Regions from separate parts of the Mus musculus genome. Here region 1 is linked to region 2. The links are chromatin contacts, called in public promoter capture Hi-C maps. All regions are on one chromosome and are shown on one strand. The core of a region is the stretch at or near the end of the contact, and the rest is flanking DNA. Distances in the headings are between cores, read along the strand shown. Region 1 holds the start of Rhcg (Rhesus blood group-associated C glycoprotein). Region 2 holds the start of Anpep (alanyl (membrane) aminopeptidase).

What was found. Capture Hi-C pulls out chosen DNA fragments and counts their contacts.
Region 1: a contact with region 2 is called in a promoter capture Hi-C map of adipose tissue. The contact joins the promoter of Rhcg here to the promoter of Anpep in region 2. A contact is called at or near these places in 3 of 39 promoter capture datasets (embryonic stem cells, stem cell-derived epiblast-like cells and trophoblast stem cells), 2 of 484 Hi-C or Micro-C datasets (both in embryonic stem cells) and 2 of 9 other capture datasets (adipose tissue and liver).

The regions. Positions count from the first base shown.
Region 1 is chr7:79,615,267-79,620,252 of GRCm38.p6, reverse strand. It overlaps Rhcg (Rhesus blood group-associated C glycoprotein), which reads left to right and starts at 2,596. Exons shown (of 11, transcript NM_019799.3): 1 at 2,596-2,913. The coding sequence starts at 2,727.
Region 2 is chr7:79,845,086-79,850,418 of GRCm38.p6, reverse strand. Anpep (alanyl (membrane) aminopeptidase) reads left to right here and starts at 2,209. Exons shown (of 21, transcript NM_008486.3): 1 at 2,209-2,274.

The sequences.
Region 1 (4,986 bases), core at 1,347-3,846, 230 kb after region 2:
AAATAAATGAATGCTTTTGTTATCCGGAATGTTAGTGCAGCAGAACCATGCTTGCTTTCCGCAAGGTGACACGATTTTTTTTTTAATATTAATTCATGGTGACCTATGAGTTGAATGGCCCAGAAATGTGACCAAGGCGGGAGTGGGGGTGGGGAAACCATCTGATAACAGTGTCTTCCTTCAGCCTTGAGTTCCTTGTGCTCTGAATACACTCACTGCCCAGCCTATCAAATCCAGGCCCTCTGTGAAGGGCAATGTCAGGGCTCCCTTATGCTACTCGTGAGGAACCAGGCTGGCCTGTGACTCCAGGGCTGACCCACAGAGGTTCTCTAGGGCTCTTCAGTCAGCATCCTGGACCTGGGTCACACTATTCTGGGTCCAGTAAGCAGTCCCTAAAAGAGAGTCCAGGTTCCAGCCATATAGGGGTGCCAGGGGGCTCTGATAGAGGCATGGGCAGCCCTTGGCATGAGTGTGCCACCTCTGCTTCCTTATCTAGCCCTAAGGTAGTCGTTCTGCTGAGTAGGCCTCGTACATATCCTTGCCAGGCCTGTTCTCAGAGACAGTGCCACCCGCTGGCTCTTCTCAGTCAGTGTCTGTTCCTTCATGGAACCAAGAGGCCTGGGGATCTGCCTGCATGTGACAACTGTCTGTGCACCCCACTTCTCTCCATTGTCATGGGCCTAGATGTCACCCCCATTAAGGATGTGCTTGCCTGACATCAAGCCTCTTTTTACCTCTGGCCGTGAAGGACCAACAGCATGGTGGGTCTCAGCCTTTGAAAGCAAATGGCCTAGGGTATGAATCTCTCTCTGGTAAGGTCTTCAGCCTACCAGAGAACTCAATTTCACTTCCAGCATGTGGCTACAACATCTACCTTATGAACTGCTGCAAATTTAAAGGTACATAGGAGAATTTTCCCACAGCAGGCTCTTACTAAATGTTCCCTCTTGCTGGCAAGGCTCCTTTGGTGTTTGGTTGTTTCCAAACATGACAATGCTCTGCTGAGGATTAGGACCTTGCGTGGTTAGAAACACATACTGCAGGCTGGAGAGATGGCTCAGTGGTTAAGAGCACTGACTGCTCTTCCAGAGGTCCTGAGTTCAATTCCCAGCAACCACATGGTGGCTCACAACCATCTGTAATGAGATCTGATGCCCTCTTCTGGGGTGTCTGAAGACAGCTACAGTGTACTCATGTATATAAAATAAATAAATCTTAAAAACCATACACTGCTCTTACAGAGGACCCAAATTCAGTTCCCAGCACACACATGCGGTGCCTCACAGCTCCCTGTAACTTCTGGTCCAGGACCAAATGCCTTTGGCTTCCACGGGTGTCTGCACGCAAGTGGACACATGCCTCCAGGGAACAACTTGTGGGAGTTGGTTCTCTCTTCCCACCATGTGGGTCTGAGGGCTCTAACTCAAGACTTGATGGCAGGCATCTTTACCAGCTGAGTCATCTTGCCAGGTCCAGCATCCTTCTTAAAAGCAAGATGAGCCGGGCAGTGGTGGTGCACGCCTTTAATCCCAGCACTTGGGAGGCAGAGGCAGGCAGATTTCTGAGTTTGAGGCCAGCCTGGTCTACAGAATGAGTTTCAGGACAGCCAGGGCTACACAGAGAAACCCTGTCTGGGAAAAAATAAAAACAACAACAAAAAAAAGCAAGATAACTGATGCTTGTGTTCTAGCCAGTTCCTACTGTTGGACAGTGTGTCTGGAATCAGTGGCACAAGCTTAGGGATTCTTAGGTCTTTCCATGTGTCCATGAATTCCTTCCCATGTACTTCCATCGGCGCCAGATTTACAGCCTTACTTGCCAATAGGTAATACATGTGGCTGAGCATTGATCATTGTGTGGGGAACTCTGCAGACTCCACTATGCCAGCATGGGGTACCACTGTCTTGTGGAAGGAAGGGAGGAAGGAAGGAAGGAAGGAAGGAAGGAAGGAAGGAAGGAAGGAAGGAAGACATAAATAAAATAAAATAAAGATGTAAAGAGTTGGGGAGATGTCTATTTATGTTGAGTAGCACAAGCTGTATGTGAATAATATTCCAACGGTCATTCCTGTGCCCTCTCGGACAGGCTTGAAAGACTAAATGCATGTAGATGGCATAGAACTGATGGTTTTCATTTTCTTCCTCATGCTTTTCTGTACCCGCCCCCCCACGCTTCTCGGGTCTGGGGCAGTCTCTCCTTTTTCCTTTACTTTCTATTCATTCATCTCCTTTAAAGTTCATGAACTGAAAAAGGAAAGGATCTTAAGTGGTGGGTAGCTCAAGTCGGAGGCTTGAGGCAGGATTGCCAAGTGTTTGAAACCAGCCTAGATTACCGAAGGTGTGTCCTAAAAAGGATGAGGGGAGGGGGGTGATGGGGATAGTGATTCCAGTCTGGGAATTCTTTGTTCTAATCTGGATGAGTGATGAGCATCCTCTCTCCCAGTTCACCCGAACAGGGCGGGAAAGGCCAGGCATCGACGGGACGCGCAGAAGTTGGGGCGTTCTACATCTTCCTTCTGCCCTGCTCCCATCACCTGGAGCTTTCCTTCTAGGGGTACTGGGCTCGGGAGGCCCCGCGGGACTCTCGCCGGTTGGGTAGAGCCCGAGGCGCGTGGGCGGCACCATGGTCAGCTGTTCCGCGTCCGCCCCGCCCAGTGTCCCGGTCCTTTAAGCGTCTCCCTGGTCTCGGAGCCCAGCGTTCAGAGCAAGCGGCCAGCAGTGCGGAGCATGGCCTGGAACACCAACCTTCGGGGGCGGCTGCCCATCACCTGCCTGATCCTGCAAGTGACCATGGTGGTTCTCTTTGGCGTGTTCGTGCGCTACGACATCCAAGCCGATGCTCACTGGTGGTTGGAGAAGAAGCGCAAGAACATCTCCAGCGACGTTGAGAACGAGTTTTACTATCGCTACCCGAGTAAGTCCTATGGCCCGCAGATTCACTTAAGGAGTCTCCTGATAGACCCTAGCTAGTTGGGCGGGCGCCTGACTGGGCTCCGCATTAGGTCCGCCCCTGGCTCTGACAGGCTGGAGATGGAGGGGGCCAATGATGCCCCACAGTTCCCAGCTGGTCCCAGGGTAGAATCTGCACCAGGGTACAGCCTGAGCCAGTCACTGGAGAAATGGTCAGATGTGCTCACACTTTGAAAGTCTGGTAGAGGCAGTCACCTGAAACAAGTGGGCCGATTTTGTGATTGTTGTTTGGTTAGTTTGAGTTTTTTTTTTCTTCTTCTTCTTCTTCTTCTTTTTATTTAACCTTCATCTCTCTCCCAGCCATCAGATGCCTCCTGTGTCCCTGGCCTACTTGGTGTCGTCAAAAGCCAGAATTCCACCTTTACCACCTAAGTAGCAGGTGATCTGGCTTGCACACACCTCACATATAGATAGATGTCAGGGATCACAATGATGGCATGATAGCTCTCCACTTCTGATACTGAGACTGTGTGTGGGACCAGAGGTGGTGCTGGGCCACAAGGTCCCAGGGTTTGGGAAAAAGCCAGTGGCCACCCTTCCTTTTCCTGGGATTTTTCTGCATCCGTGAAGCTATGAAGCTATGGCTAAGAATATGGCTGTAGGGGCTGGAGAGATGGCTCAACAGTTAAGAGCATTGGCTACTTTTCCAGAAGACCAGGGGTTTGATTCTTAGCCCTTAAATGGTTGCTCACAACCATCTATAACTCCAGTTCCAGGGAATCTGATGCCCTCTTTTGCCCTCCCTGGGCACCAGGCACACATGTCAAGCATTCAGGTAAAACACTCTAACAGATTTTTAAAAGACGATGAAGAAGAATATGGCCCTTAAGTGACAAACCTCTCTTCTATCGTGGCTCTGCTGCTTCAGGGTGGGCGGTCTCAGGCCGGTGCCAATCAAAATGAACCTTAACTTCCTTCTCTATGGGGTGATGGTGTGAGGAGGGGTGTGAGGGACAGGACTGGGAGCAATCCTCACTTTACAACAAAGCAGTCAATCACAAGAGCACTACACACAGGCACCTTAAGACTTTAGGCATCTCTGGGAGCTTATGAGCAGCCCAAGGTCACTCCAGGCAGCCTAACCTTGGACTCCCAGCCCAGGACCCAGTCATTGCCCTTGTGCTTTCTGAGAGTTTCCACTTTGTCCACTAGCAGCCAATGACAATTCCTCTACCAGTTGGTGCTCATGCAGTCATGGGCCATTGAATTTTTTTTTGAGGGAACTCTGAAGGTTTTCTCTCCAGCAGCTGCCTATATCAACCTTTGTTCCCTCTGTGGCTTGTATGCTCAGCAGCGGAGCATTCTCTGTTTCTGGAAATAAAGGGGCTCAATTCAGGGCTGTGTGTTTCAAAAGAGGTCTCGGCATCTGTAGTTTCAGAATCCATAGTGCAAACCCGCTTTTCATGTTGCCAAACTTTCCCCTTCTGGGTGAGGACCTGGTAAGCGAGCGGGGAAGCAGGCGAGCTTAGTATTCTTCTTTTTTTTTTTTTTTTTTTGGTTTTCCAAGACAGGGTTTCTCTATGTAGCCCTGGCTGACCTGGAACTCACTTTGTAGACCAGGCTGGCCTCGAACTCAGAAATTCGCCTGCCTCTGCCTCCCAAGTGCTGGGATTAAAGGTGTGTGCCACCATGCCTGGCAGGATTCATTCTTGACTCTCCAGCTGTTTTGCTCACATCTGGGCACCAGAGTCAGCCCCTCAGGAAAGGGCAAGGCTTCCGTAGGTGTTTGTAGTTCTTTTATCTTTTTTGGTAGATAGTCATCAAGACCCCACAATGGAAAGCTATAAAACCTAATGTCCCTTAAGAAGGGATGTGGTCTTCAGTCTCCCCAGCTCCTATCCTGTCCCTCCATCGTAGCCACTTGTCTTCTTTTCTGTCACTCCATTAGCATTTATTGACATGACCAAGGGATGCTGGCAGCAATGAGTCAGGACCAAGACATAAACCCTGACCGTCCCCGTGAATTAGGGTTTCTGGTCCCTCTGAACTAACAAGTTGTGCACCCTGGGTCTCTGGT
Region 2 (5,333 bases), core at 960-3,459:
GGTTTCACTGAAATATGTATGTTTTGCTATATATGAAATATTACATACATTTACTTCAGTGGTAGAGATCCATTGAGCCCAGGGCCTTGAACATTCTCTATCCATTTAGCCATGCCCCAAGCCAAAACATGACGTGTTTTTAATGATGGTATGGTATGTCACCATATGAGAGGACTATAATTTATTTAGCCAAGCCCCTATTGCAGAATGCTTAAGCTATGTTTTCCTTTCCACTACTATGAATTATACAGCAGCAAGAAGCCTATACATACATTTTCAACTCCCTTAGGCTGAGTTCCCGAAAACCACCTTCATTCTCAACCCCACAGCTTCCTCAAAGAGCAGGCGCCCTTCTCCTACTGCAGGTTCCTCTCAATACACCCCCTGTCCAAGACTGAGGTGGGAGCGTGCCCAGAGTTCACTCTCTCTTGGCCTGCCTTAGCCCATCTTTGATTTGTCAGCCATGCCAGATATGACAGAGGAAGTAGGCAGGCGTGGGTCTTGAAGCAAAAGGAAATCTGAAATTGACTCTCAGAGCTCTCCGGGGCCCACTGACTCTTATTTTGCAGGCAACTCACAACTCTAGGAAAGCTGCAATCCAGCAGAACAGTTAGAATTGCCTCATGGCTTTGCCTAAAGGCACCCTGGCCCAGCCATCTGATCCCAAAAGAAGGGACAGTTTGAGAAGAAAACAAGGCTAGTCTGGGACAAGGTGTGACTCAGTAGGAGGGCAATCGCATAGCAACCCCCTGGCCATGAGGTAGGGCAAGAGTAGAGCTAAGCTGTCTAGCAATGGAGAGGATGGGAATGTAGAGAGGACATCATTTACGATGCCTCTAAACCGGAGTTCCTACAGGTAAGTAGAGGTATGGGGTTCGACAGCTCAGGGTCTCCCTTGGAACAGGGAGATCACCTTGAATTATATGGGTGCATCGCATGGGAGAAGCCAGTCAGTATCAGAATGACAAAGCCGAGAGTTGAAGCACCGGTCACTCCTCGCTCCAAAGGTGGCCTCAAGCCAAGGAATGTGGGTGCCTCTAGCCATCGGAAAAGACAAAGATGCTCTCTCTTAGAGCTTCCAGAAGGGAAGCTTCCCACGGACACCCCGAGTTTCAGTACAGTGAGTCTGATTTATAAACAGTATGAGAATAAGCATGTGTCTTTTAAAGTTTGTGTTATTATAGCAGCAATAGGAAACTAATAGAAATGGTACCCTGAATTGCCAATAAAAAAGATGCCCAGGGAGGGAGTGCCCTGGAACACACAGTATCTCGAAGCGGAATGGGGACAAGAAGCATAAACTCCTGGATGCAATCCTTTATTTGCTAGAGGCTTCTAATAACTTTGACTTCTTGAAGACAGCCTAGGTGTCAAGAGTTAGCCAGAGCTTGGCCTGGAGAGGCTGAAGTCAAGGTCAGTCTGGGCTACAGTGAGTTCAAGGTCAGCCTGGATGATTCAGTGAGCCCTTTCCTTTAAAAAGAAATAAAAGAAAAAAGAAAAGGGCTGAGGATGTAGCTCACGGCTGAGCACTTATCTAGTACGCATGAGGCACTGGACTTAAACCACAGTACTAGAAGAAAATAAGGGAGGGAGGGAGAGAGGGAGAGAGGGAGGAAGGGGAGAAAGAGAAAGGAAGAAAAAGTTAGAATTGGTGGATGATCCAGGCTCATGGAAAAAGTGTAGCAGTGAAGCAGGATTGTTGCTAGTTTGAGCTTGGCCTGGACTACATAATAAGTTCGGAGGAAGAGGAGGAGGAGGAGGAGGAGGAGGAGGAGGAGGAGGAGGAGGAGGAGGAGGAGGAGGAGGAGGAAGAAGAAGAAGAAGAAGAAGAAGAAGAAGAAGAAGAAGAAGAAGAAGAAGAAGAAGAAGAAGAAGAAGAAGGAAGAAGAAGAAGAAAAGATAATCAGATTAAGTTCTGTGGAAAGCCTCCAGAACTGTGGGGATTATCCTGTAAACTTTTGAGGCTGTGAGCCCCTCCCTCCAGCTGCAGATGTCTCCCAGATGTGGTGGGCGAGACACTGGGACAGCGGCGGCGCGAAGTGTGGGTGGGTGAGGGCGAGAGGTCTGGGTCTGGCGCGCTGGGGGCCAGGGGCCGCACCGTCGGGGGAGCGGCTGTTTGCGTGCAGGCGGGGAGGAGCGCGGGCGGAGCCGGGTGGGGGGGGGCGGGTGTAGTTCGGGCGGAGCGGTGGTGGGCTCGGGTTACTTCCCTTTAACCCGCCAGAGCAGGCGGGCGGAGGCGAGGCAGGAGCAGCTCGGAGAAGCGTGCAGTCCTAGGCAAGTGTGGGAAGGCAGCCATGGGCTGCGGAAGTTTGGGGACACCGGGTGTGGGGCTTGGCATCTGGGGTGCGGGAGCCAACTGAAGCTTCTGCCCCTACTCAGATGGGTAAACTGAGGTCCGGGAGCTGCCGAAGCTGTTGGAGTGAGTCCCCGAGGGTGCCAGCGGCTCTTGGCCTCCAGGTGTCTGCAGGGCTCCGAGGGAAGCTCCGGCCTTGGTGACAGAAGATGGCCAGGCCTGGAGAAAAAGGGGTGGCTGGAGCCCAGGAACGGTAGCTGGAGTCTGGTGGCCAGACTCAAGGGTTAGAGGGCGGGTGGTGAGGGACACATAGAGGACGGAGCCAGAGATGAGAGGATACAGAATGGCTGAAGTATAGAGGACTAGGGATGGCGCGAGTGGAACAGAAGGTGCACGCTGACCCCTGGAAGTCACGGAGCAAAGACACATGTTTCTGCTCTACAGTCCCAGTCGGGTTAGAGCGGCGGCCCTGGCCCTGTGCCCCAGCCTCTGTGAGGAGACGGGAACTAGACTTTATCCTAGACCCTCGGTTGCTGTGCTCGTCCCATGCATAGATAGGCATGCCTCCTGGATGCGCACCAGGATTCTGCTGCGGTGGCCTCCAGAGAGCAGAGCTGGTGGCAACCCAAGCTTTTTCAGCAGAGGGGTCTTTCCAAATAGACTACCTCCAATAAGGCAGGCTGCCTGCCCTGGAGAGTCTGGGCTTTGGTGACTTAAAACCCAATCCTGCTCTGAGGATACCAGTGACATGTGCTGTTGGGAGATTTCAGGGCACTTCTGTGACTGATGGATCTGAGGTCTAGGGATGTCAGGACCTTGGCCAGTTTATTTGTGAAAGTAGAACTTGGAGCAGGTGGCCTCCCACCTCTGTCAGCGTGGGTGGCTAGTAAGAAGGAGGTGGCCCGGCACCAAACAGGAAGACTGGCCACAATTCCCCATGGGGAAGGGAGCTTTTCCTACATGTGACAGGCCAGGTACAGGAACTAGGACTGTGGCTACGGTGGATTGTGGAATACCTGAGCAATGAGCTGTATAGCTTAGGTTGGCTTGGATCTCTAGGCAATCCTCCTGCCTCAGCCTCTGGATTTGATTATGGTACTCTCCCCCAACTCCACAGGATTTGAACCTAGGGTCACATGCATACCCTGCAGAGTTCCTGAGGGGGCCGCTGCAAGGTGCTCGCCCTTCAGCCCAGAATCCCAGCAGGCTGGTAGCCACTCACCTCAGGCTGAGGGATCCTATAGATTATACCTATGAGGGCAGGGCAAGGCCTCTGCAGAACTGTGTTTGTAGCAGTTTCTGCTGACCCCCGTCTTATGAGTATCACTTCTCAGAACAGTTCCCCATTCCTGATCATGGTCTGACTGAAGGGAATCTGTCCTTCTTGTGGCCTTTAAAGCCACTTCCATCAAAGAAAGTGTGGGACTGTATGACTAGTGCACTTCGCTTGCCCTACAAAGCCCCTCTGTCCCTGCCCCACAGGGACACTGCTCTGGCTCACAAAGGTCAACCTGCCATGGGTTTAATGTGGTTCCCACAGAATGGAGTGTCCAGAGCTCCCAAAGGAAGCACCCTGGGGATTGGCCCAGCCCAGCCCAATCCAGCTGTGACATGGGGATAGGCCATCAGCCAGGATGGTCCTGCTCTGGGGCCTGGTTTTAACCCTGGCTCTATACACTGCTACTTCAGAGTGGGAAGAGAGGCTACACACTATCCCCGAATTCCCTGCTGTGTAGTCTCACAGTGCTGACACCAGAACTCAGAGAGCTTTGGAGATAAACTGAGATGTGGTATGGAGCCCAGACTACCTAGTGTATGTGTGGTGTGCTTGCCTGTGTGTGCCTATGTTTGTGTGGTATGTTTGTGTTTGTTTGTGTGTGTGTTGTATGGTTGTGGGTATATGTGTGTATATAGTATGTTTGTGTATGATATGTGTACGTGTGTGTTGATGTGTGGCATGTATGTATATTTGTGGTGTGTGTTTGTATGTGGTGTGAGTATGTGTGTGTTTGTGTATGTGTCTGGTGTGTGTTTATGTATGATATATGTATGTGGTATGTGTATGTGTGTGTTTTTGTGTGCACGTATATATAAATATATTTGTGTGTGGTGTGTGTGTGCTTTGTTTGTGTGTTGTGAGTGTGTGGGGTGTGTATGTGTGTGGTGTGTTTGTGTGTGGTGTGTTTGTGTGTGTGTATGTGGTGTTTGTGGTGTGTATGTATGTGCTGTGTGGTATATGCTGTGTGGTATGTGTGTGTGGCATGTGTTTGTGTATGATATGTGTATGTGACATGTGTGTGTGTTTGCATGTGGCATGTGTGTACGTATGTGACGTGTGTATGTGTGTGGCATGTATGTATGTATGTATTTGTGTGTGGTGTGTGTATATGTCTGTTTGTGTGTGTAGTGTGTGTTTGTGTATGATATGTGGTAAATGTATGTGTGTGTGTCCTAGATAGGGTTTGGTGGTTGAGACCTGCCAGACATGGGGGAGGCATTGGAAGGAAGGCAGGAGACTTGCTTTCTGCAGACAAGGCCTGCACTGAAGTAGTGACATCCCAGATCAGGCAGGACAGAGTGGTAGCTTCTCCAGCAGCAGCAGCAACAGCAGCAGCAGCAGTAGCTATACAGGGTAGTCTCGGGTTACCTTGATGAGTAGTTTTCACCAGTGGGATGAGGTGAGCTTAAATCAGGGGGGAAAAAAGTAACTTAACACACCACATCCAGGTCCTTATTGCTCATCAGGCTAATTAAGGTGAATTTGTTTTGAGAAAAAATATTAAGCAAATGATGTCCTGGACGATGACGAAGATGCTTCTGTGCACAGTCTCAGAGCGCAGGGTGGAAGGTGGAGCTGTCCCCAAAGCAAGGGTCTGAGTTCTTGGGTGCCTTAGCTATCATCTTGTCACTTTTGTGGTGGTGAAGCACAGGCTGTCTGCTGAGAGAGCTGCCACAGCCAGGGTCTTTCCCTAAGTGACATATGTGAAAGAGATGAGAACTGGAGGTCACAGGAGTGTGGCATTAAGGACACGGCAAGGTT